2 separate regions of the Anser cygnoides genome follow, and region 1 is linked to region 2. A link is a contact called in public Hi-C data. All regions are on one chromosome and are shown on one strand. Each heading gives the region's core, a stretch centred on a gene start, on an enhancer-like site or on the middle of the called end of the contact. The rest is flanking DNA. Distances are from core to core; before and after follow the strand shown.

Region 1 (3,360 bases), core at 813-3,312, 55 kb after region 2:
TAGCATCTACTTGTGGTCAAAACCAAAACATACAAGTGGAGAAACAAATCTCACCCATCTATACCCATCGGTTCCAAGTGCTGCTGCAGCACATCGTTCTAGAGCACCCATTTCAAGTACCTGCTCCACAGTCTGCGTTCAGATGAGGTAGTAGAAACAACCTACTTACTAATCAGAAGCCCCTTTTTCTTCTTTATTTCTTTTTCCTCACACACACAGCTACATTTTCATACTGGTATGTGTATAGTATCACTAAATGCCACACGTAACCTTTGAGCACAGAGTATCAGCACTTTCTCTTCTCTGCCCTCATTCTCCCCCACGTTTGATTTGATTACACTGAACACATTTCACATTCTTTCTGTATTACAAGCTTACGATCAAGACAGACTCTTAAGCTGAGAGGTTACAGAAATCTGACTTTGAGTGTTGGGTTTTTCGCTTGTTTGTGATCACTTAAAGGTGCATTCCCCTCAGTGCTGCATAATCCTATAACTCTTCATTCCATGCTTCGGTCACAAGGCTCTTCGTACACACCTGGGCCTGTATTTTCTATGGTCCACTGATGTGGAAAAAACAAAACATGTATATTTTTAGCTGCTTATCAGGAAGTCTTTTAAACCATGCGGTTAGCCACCCTCCATTGTGATTATCCCCCAAAGCTTCAGAGCTTCAAGCACAGCGCTTTACAAAACCATCTTGCCTTTCCAGAGGCATCTGTTGCAACACATTCACTACAGGGACGTTTTCCAGGCTTTGATAAAAAGTAACTTCATTACCATCAAAATGCCATATCAGCAGTACTTCAAATAAATTGGGTAGAAGCAGCACCACGTCACGAAGCCATTAAATTTATGGCTGCTGTTATGAATAGATAATTACACGACACCAGCATCACGCCACAAAGAGACGGTCATCTCTTATTATTTCTTTTACGGTACCCTGATGGAGCTGCCCATTTAAAGGAAATAAACGTGTGGCACCTGCCTGGCAGGGCTCACAGTCCACACGTCGGAGGCACGGAGCCATGTGGCGCCACCGACCCAGGATGCGGGCAGCACTGCAACCTGTGCACCACATCCACTCCTCCACAACCAGCTTGGCTCAAATTCACCGGCTTTTGGCAGGTTTCTAGAAGAGACATTTCTGTAGGTGTACTTAACCTCAGGTTGTCTCACCTCCATTCGAACAAAAGGAAGAAAAGAGTAAAACATAGTTTGGGCACTCCCAGAAGTCACTAAACGTGCTCCTTGCTCTGCGTTCGGCATCCAATTGCTTTTTTCCACTCAGGAGGTGCATTTCATAGAGAGGAACCACCACCTCCCTCTACGTGAGGGAGCCTCCTGACCTGCTCCATTCATTCACACGTTAACACAGATTTTTTTTTTGCCCCTAAGAATGCCTCATATGAAGTTTCTCGGTGCTGTAAGAGAGGAGCCACTTCCAAGTTACTCACACATTTATAAGCCCGCATACATCCCGGGGGGCGACACCGCTCCCCCCACAACCACCCCACACCACCCCAGCCCCCCAAAAAAAACCAAAAAAATCCCTAAAAACCCCAAACCCCCGTTCCCCAGCCCTACCAAGCACCCCCAGGACCCCTCCTATCACACAATGCCCAGCCACCAGGGGCTGTGGCTCCGGGGGGGGGGTCACCCCACACACCCCCCGACCCCAAAAAACGACTCTATGATCCCGCTCACCCCCCTTCACCCCACAGCAGCCGTGCCCCGGGGTGGGAAGGGAGGCTGATGGGGGGGGGAGGCGATGAGGGGGCTCCGGGCTCGGTGCGTTGCCCCCCCCCGGTGCATCAGCGGCGGGGCTGGGCGCTTCCCTCCGCCTCACCTGGTCGACGGGCAGGCGCACGGCGTTGCTGAGGGGCTGCAGCAGCGTGGAGCCCGTGGTGCTGGTGGCCATGGTGCGGCGGCGGAGCCCCGCTCCCCGCGAGAGGAGGCCGGAGGCAGCGCTGCCCTCCCCGCCGCTAACGGCAACAACGGCGGCCGCGGCCCCGCACGGAGCCCTGACAACAAGGGGCCGAGCGCGGCCCCGCCGCAGACTGACGGCGCCGCCGGCCAATCGCAGAGCGGAGCCGCGGCGGAGTGACGGGAGGGCCCGCCCAATCGCGAGGCGGCGCTGAGGGGCGCGGGAGGGGCGAAGCGGCTGGGCGGGAGGGGGTTGTGGGGAGGGGGGAGATGGAGGCGGGAGGGGCGGCGGTGGGGGTGAGGGGAGGAGGTGCGCGCGGAAGGTGGCCGCGGGGAGGGGGCGGTGGCGACGTGTTTGGGGGTCGTGGGGATGGGTTTGGGATGGGGGTGGTTTGGGGATGGGGTGGGTGAGGTGAGGTGAAGCGCAGGGCGGCCCCGCCTTGGCTGCGGGACGCTGAGGTGGGGCTGCGCGCTGCGCGCAGGTAGCGCGCAGGGCCGGGGCGGCTGCCTCAGGGCGTCAGGTCTGGGGTGACAGCCCCTGGGTGTCAGCCCCCGTCCGGCTTCCCGTGTCCAGCGAGGGCTTCAGGCGGGCAGGGACCTCCCGAGGCCCCCGGCCCAGCCCCTGCTCCAGCAGGGCCACCCAGAGCAGGGTGCCCAGCACCACGTCCAGGCGGCTTCTGAATGTCCCCAAGGAGGAGACCCCACCGCCTCTCTGCGCCAGGGCACACCCGCCCAGCACAGAAGGGCTCCTGGTGTTCAAACGAAACCTCCCATGCTCCAGTTTGTGCCCACTGCCTCTTGTCCTGGCACTGGGCACCACTGGGAAGAGGCTGGGTCCATCTTTGCAGCCTTCCTTCAAGTATTGACAGACCCTGATGAGATCACCCTGGGCCTCCTCTTCTCCAGGCGGGGAGCAGTCCCAGCTCTCTTAGCGTCTCCTCACAGAGGACCTGCTCCAGTTGACAGTATCCTAAAGAGTTCTTGAAAAAATCCAAAAATGTTCCTACAACCACCCATTGATTTAAGGAGAGCTGTCTACCATGGCTATAAGCCACAGTTTTTAGTTTATTAAGGGCCTGTTTCTTACACACAGAAACCTGAAACACTACAATCTCAAGTGCTTTTCCAGTAGGTTCAGGCTAGCCGTAGTTTCCCTAAAGAATCACACCAGCAGTAATAAACGTGTGTGTAGCACAGCTCTTCCTCCTGCCCAGTGAATGCTCTGTGACATGAAACAAAGAGAAGTCTTCAGTGACTTGACGTGAGGACACGCAGCAAACGCTGCCAGATGATGTCGTGCAGCAGGGTATTAATTAAATGGTTCTGGTTTAGTACCCTGCCCTGCTTTTATATTACAGTTTTCTGTTGCGTTAGTGTTCAGGTTTTATAAAATCAACTATTACTTTTGTTCTAAATGATGTGGAGAAGGAGCTCC
Region 2 (3,529 bases), core at 856-3,355:
TAGGTTCGTTTCTATATAGGCATTATGATACAGGCCTGCAGCACTATGTGAACATGCAACTAAAAATTCCTGTCTCATTATAGAGATAGGTCATTACTGTGCATATCTTTAAGGCTTTGCATTCAAGTTCAGGACTCCCAGTGGTTTTACTTATCGTGTACCTTCCACAAGCTGAGAAGTTTGGGATCTCCCAGAAGTACTTCCTCTGTTACTCTCAGTGCGTTAAAAAAAGTGTTTCATAAAAATTGCATTCCTCTTATTCCTCTTTAAGACGAATTCTAGCAATACTCAGTGTTATCCCAATTCCACATATAGCGAATTAAAAAATAAATAATTATGCAGGTCTGAATACTAAGCTCAGTGGATGCAAGGTCAATTCTTTGGCAAGCTCAGCTCTTTTAAAGCTGAGAGAAAGCACATTAGCAGAACATTTCAGTCACACAAATGCTCTTTATTTCTACAACTCTTACCCCAAGTGTTTTGTGAAAGATGTCCAGAAATGGCCAGTCATTATTTATATCTAAAACAAGTAGTTTAAACCAAATTGCATTATACGTTTCCACTTAGGAACGCAGACTGAGGCAATGATCCTACCTGGTTATGGACCGGTAAAACGTGCAAGAGTTTTAAAGGTACTGGCAGGTGGCTGTGGAATTGCTTAAATGCCTTACAACTTCTACAGCAAGTTAACTTTCTACAGTGAAATGACTGTCTTGGCAAACAAGCGGAGAGCAGTGGATATTATATACTTGGATTTCAGTAGGGCTTTTGACACCGTCTCCATAAGATCTTCACAGAGAAGCTGTTGACATATGGGCTGCATGGGCAGTGAGGTGGATCGAAAACTGCCTGAACAGCCAGGCCCAGAGCGTGGTGATCAGCGGCCTGTAGACTAGTAGGAGGCCCGTAACTCGTGGTGTACCTCAGGGGTCAATACGGTGTCCAGTCCTGCTCAACACCTTCTTTAACGATCTGAATGATGGGATAGTACCCTCAGTGTGGCTGCTGATCACACAAAACTGGGAAAAGTGCCTGATATGCCAGAGGGTCATGCTGCCATTCTGAGGGACCTCAACAGGCTGGAGAAATAGGCTGGCAAGAACCTCACGGCAACAAGGGAAAGTGCAAGGCCCTGCACCTGGGGAGGAACAACCCCAGGCACCAGGACGCGCTGGGGGCCACCCAGCTGGACAGCAGCTCTGCAGAAGAGGACCTGAGGGTCCTGGGCCTGGTAGGCCTCCAAGCACCGCTTCTAGCCTCAGGTCTTCTGTGATTCTGTTACGCAAATGTCCAATGACAAGAACACTTTTTTACATTTCATGTTCTTAAACACTGAGCAACCTCTGGATTACTATACTTTGACATCCTTATATAATCCAGTCATAAATTTGCATTAATGTGCATAGCCTAGACTCCAGGGCAAACAATCCTACTTCTGACATTCCCTGATGCTGGAGCACCTGTCTGCACACATTAACAGCTCTTTGAGAGTGGAAGCTGTTAAAAATGAAGAGTAGAAAAGCCTTACATTTCATAAAGGATTTCCTTTTTTCCATTTTCCTATAAAACTGTAGAGGTTCATACTCAGCATTAAACCTAATGCATTTTTACCAGAGAAAGTGGCCAAAGTCCTAAAAACTTAAGCAATGAACTTTGAAACATGGGTCCGCTCCAAAAAAGACTCAAAACCTGAATTCAGTTGCAAGCTAAATTTAAAGCTTTGATTAGTCAAACGTCAAATAGACTTTGACATCAAAACTCCACGTTCCGTGTGTCTGAATTTTGCCTAAGAATTTATTAATTAATATCCCCATCCAAACCACAGCTTCAGTGATAGAAAGGATGACAGAGACAGCAGGGCACACGCCTCGTCACACACCCTGTATGACAGCCGCTCTGCTACACGTGTCAGTAGTCCATATAATAGCTCCCAGCAGAAGATAGCTGAGACCCTTCTGCCCTGCTGTGACAAGCTGCAGAAACTGCTGACGAAGAAGGTGAGTTGAGCCAACTTGCAGAAGTGAAGGCCATCCAGCTGGCTTTAGATATTGCTGAACAAATTAAACAGGAAGTAGTTCATGCAGTAGCCCTCGGGCCAGTCTAGGCAGGGCAAGATGTTAAAAAAAAAAAAACATGCTGCACACCTCAGCTGGGGAGAGTGGCCCCAGCTGGAGCCTCTGGCAAAAAGAGGTGAGGGAGACTCAAGGTCAGCCCCTAGGGTTTTGGAGTCAGGCATACAGAGGATCCAAGGCCCACTATACTCCGCCTGAAAAAGAGGTGTTGGCAGTGTATGAAGGGCTTCAAACTGCTTCAGAAGTGATTGGTACTGAAGCACAGCTCCTCATGGCACCCCAGAAAGAATCGAGTCAGACAACAGGACTCATTTCCAAAATAACCTCATAGACACCTGGGCCAAAGAGCACAGTGCCAAGCGGGTATATTACATCCCCTAACATGCACCAGCCTCTGGGGAAAAAGAATTGAACATCACTGTTAAAGAGACTGCTCTGAGAGTAATGGGTGCTGGGACATCCAAACATTGGAACACACATCTGGCAAAGGCCCCCTGGTTAGTCAACACTACTAGGGGTCTGCCAACTGAGCTGGCCCTGCCCAATCAAACCTGTTACGTGCTGTGGAAGGGGAAAATGTCCCTGCAGTGCACATAAAGAACCTGCTGGGGAGGACAGCCTGGGCTATTCCTGCCTCAGGCAAGGCAAACCCATCCATGGGTCTGCTTTTGCCCAAGGACGTGGGTAATGCGGAAGGATGGGGAAGTCCAACATGCATCTCAAAGGGGCCTGATGCTGGGTGAGAATAGCCCATGATTTGAATTGTATGGTGCTAATTTGTGCTACATAATATCGTATGTCATCACTGCTATGGTTGCTATATGCCAAATCAATGGTATTACCGTAAAAATCACCCAGATCGATGAAAAATTGATTTTGACAGAACCAGACAAGCACAGCAGTGAGGGAAGCAGAACTGGCTTCAGCAACAATCTGATTGCTACAACAGATGTAGAGCCCAAAGTCATGGATTAAATGAACTCAAGAGACATTTTACAGGGATGGCTCATAGATTAAGGGAAAGTTATCTTTGTGTATGTAGCAAAGGACAGGAAAGGTGGGGGTGATTAATTGGGATGTAGTGGAAAGTGGGGGACCTGAGGATGATGGATAGTATGGAATAAGGGGTGGATATTGTCCTGGTTTTAGCTGGGATAGAATTAACTGTCTCCCTGCTAGTTGGTATGGTGCTGTGCTTTGGGTTTAGGGTGAGCATAACACTGATAGCACAGGGATGGTTGAGCTGTTGCAGAGCACTGCTCACACTGCCCAGGGCTGTTCTGCTCCTCGCGCTGCCCTGCCAGCCTGGCCCAGGCTGGCCAAAGGGGTGTCCCACTCCATGGGGTGTCACGCTCAGCGACAGAACTGGGGTGGAGGAGGAGGAAGGGAGGGATGTTCACAGCGATGGCATTTGTCTTCCCACAAAACCGTTCCACGCGCTGAGCCCTGCTCTCCGG

The links. Hi-C and Micro-C count contacts between places; a contact is called where the count stands out from the background.
Region 1: a contact with region 2 is called in a Hi-C map of liver, with 1.6 times the contacts expected there. The contact joins the promoter of MBOAT2 here to the enhancer-like site in region 2. A contact is called at or near these places in 3 of 7 Hi-C or Micro-C datasets (all in liver).

What each region holds. Positions count from the first base shown.
Region 1 is chr3:106,399,839-106,403,198 of Taihu_goose_T2T_genome, forward strand. It overlaps MBOAT2 (membrane bound O-acyltransferase domain containing 2), which reads right to left and starts at 2,063. Exons shown (of 13, transcript XM_048071344.2): 1 at 1,849-2,063. The coding sequence starts at 1,920. It overlaps LOC125183647 (a long non-coding RNA gene), which reads left to right and starts at 2,920. Exons shown (of 2, transcript XR_007165980.2): 1 at 2,920-3,360.
Region 2 is chr3:106,344,761-106,348,289 of Taihu_goose_T2T_genome, forward strand. The region is part of intron 3 of MBOAT2 (membrane bound O-acyltransferase domain containing 2); the gene reads right to left. Among named protein-coding and RNA genes, the nearest start is that of KIDINS220, 47 kb to the left of the region's middle. Within about 2 kb of position 2,106, at least 1 of the 3 cell types and tissues checked has open chromatin away from gene starts, as enhancers often do. A contact at or near this core is called in liver, where this site is marked.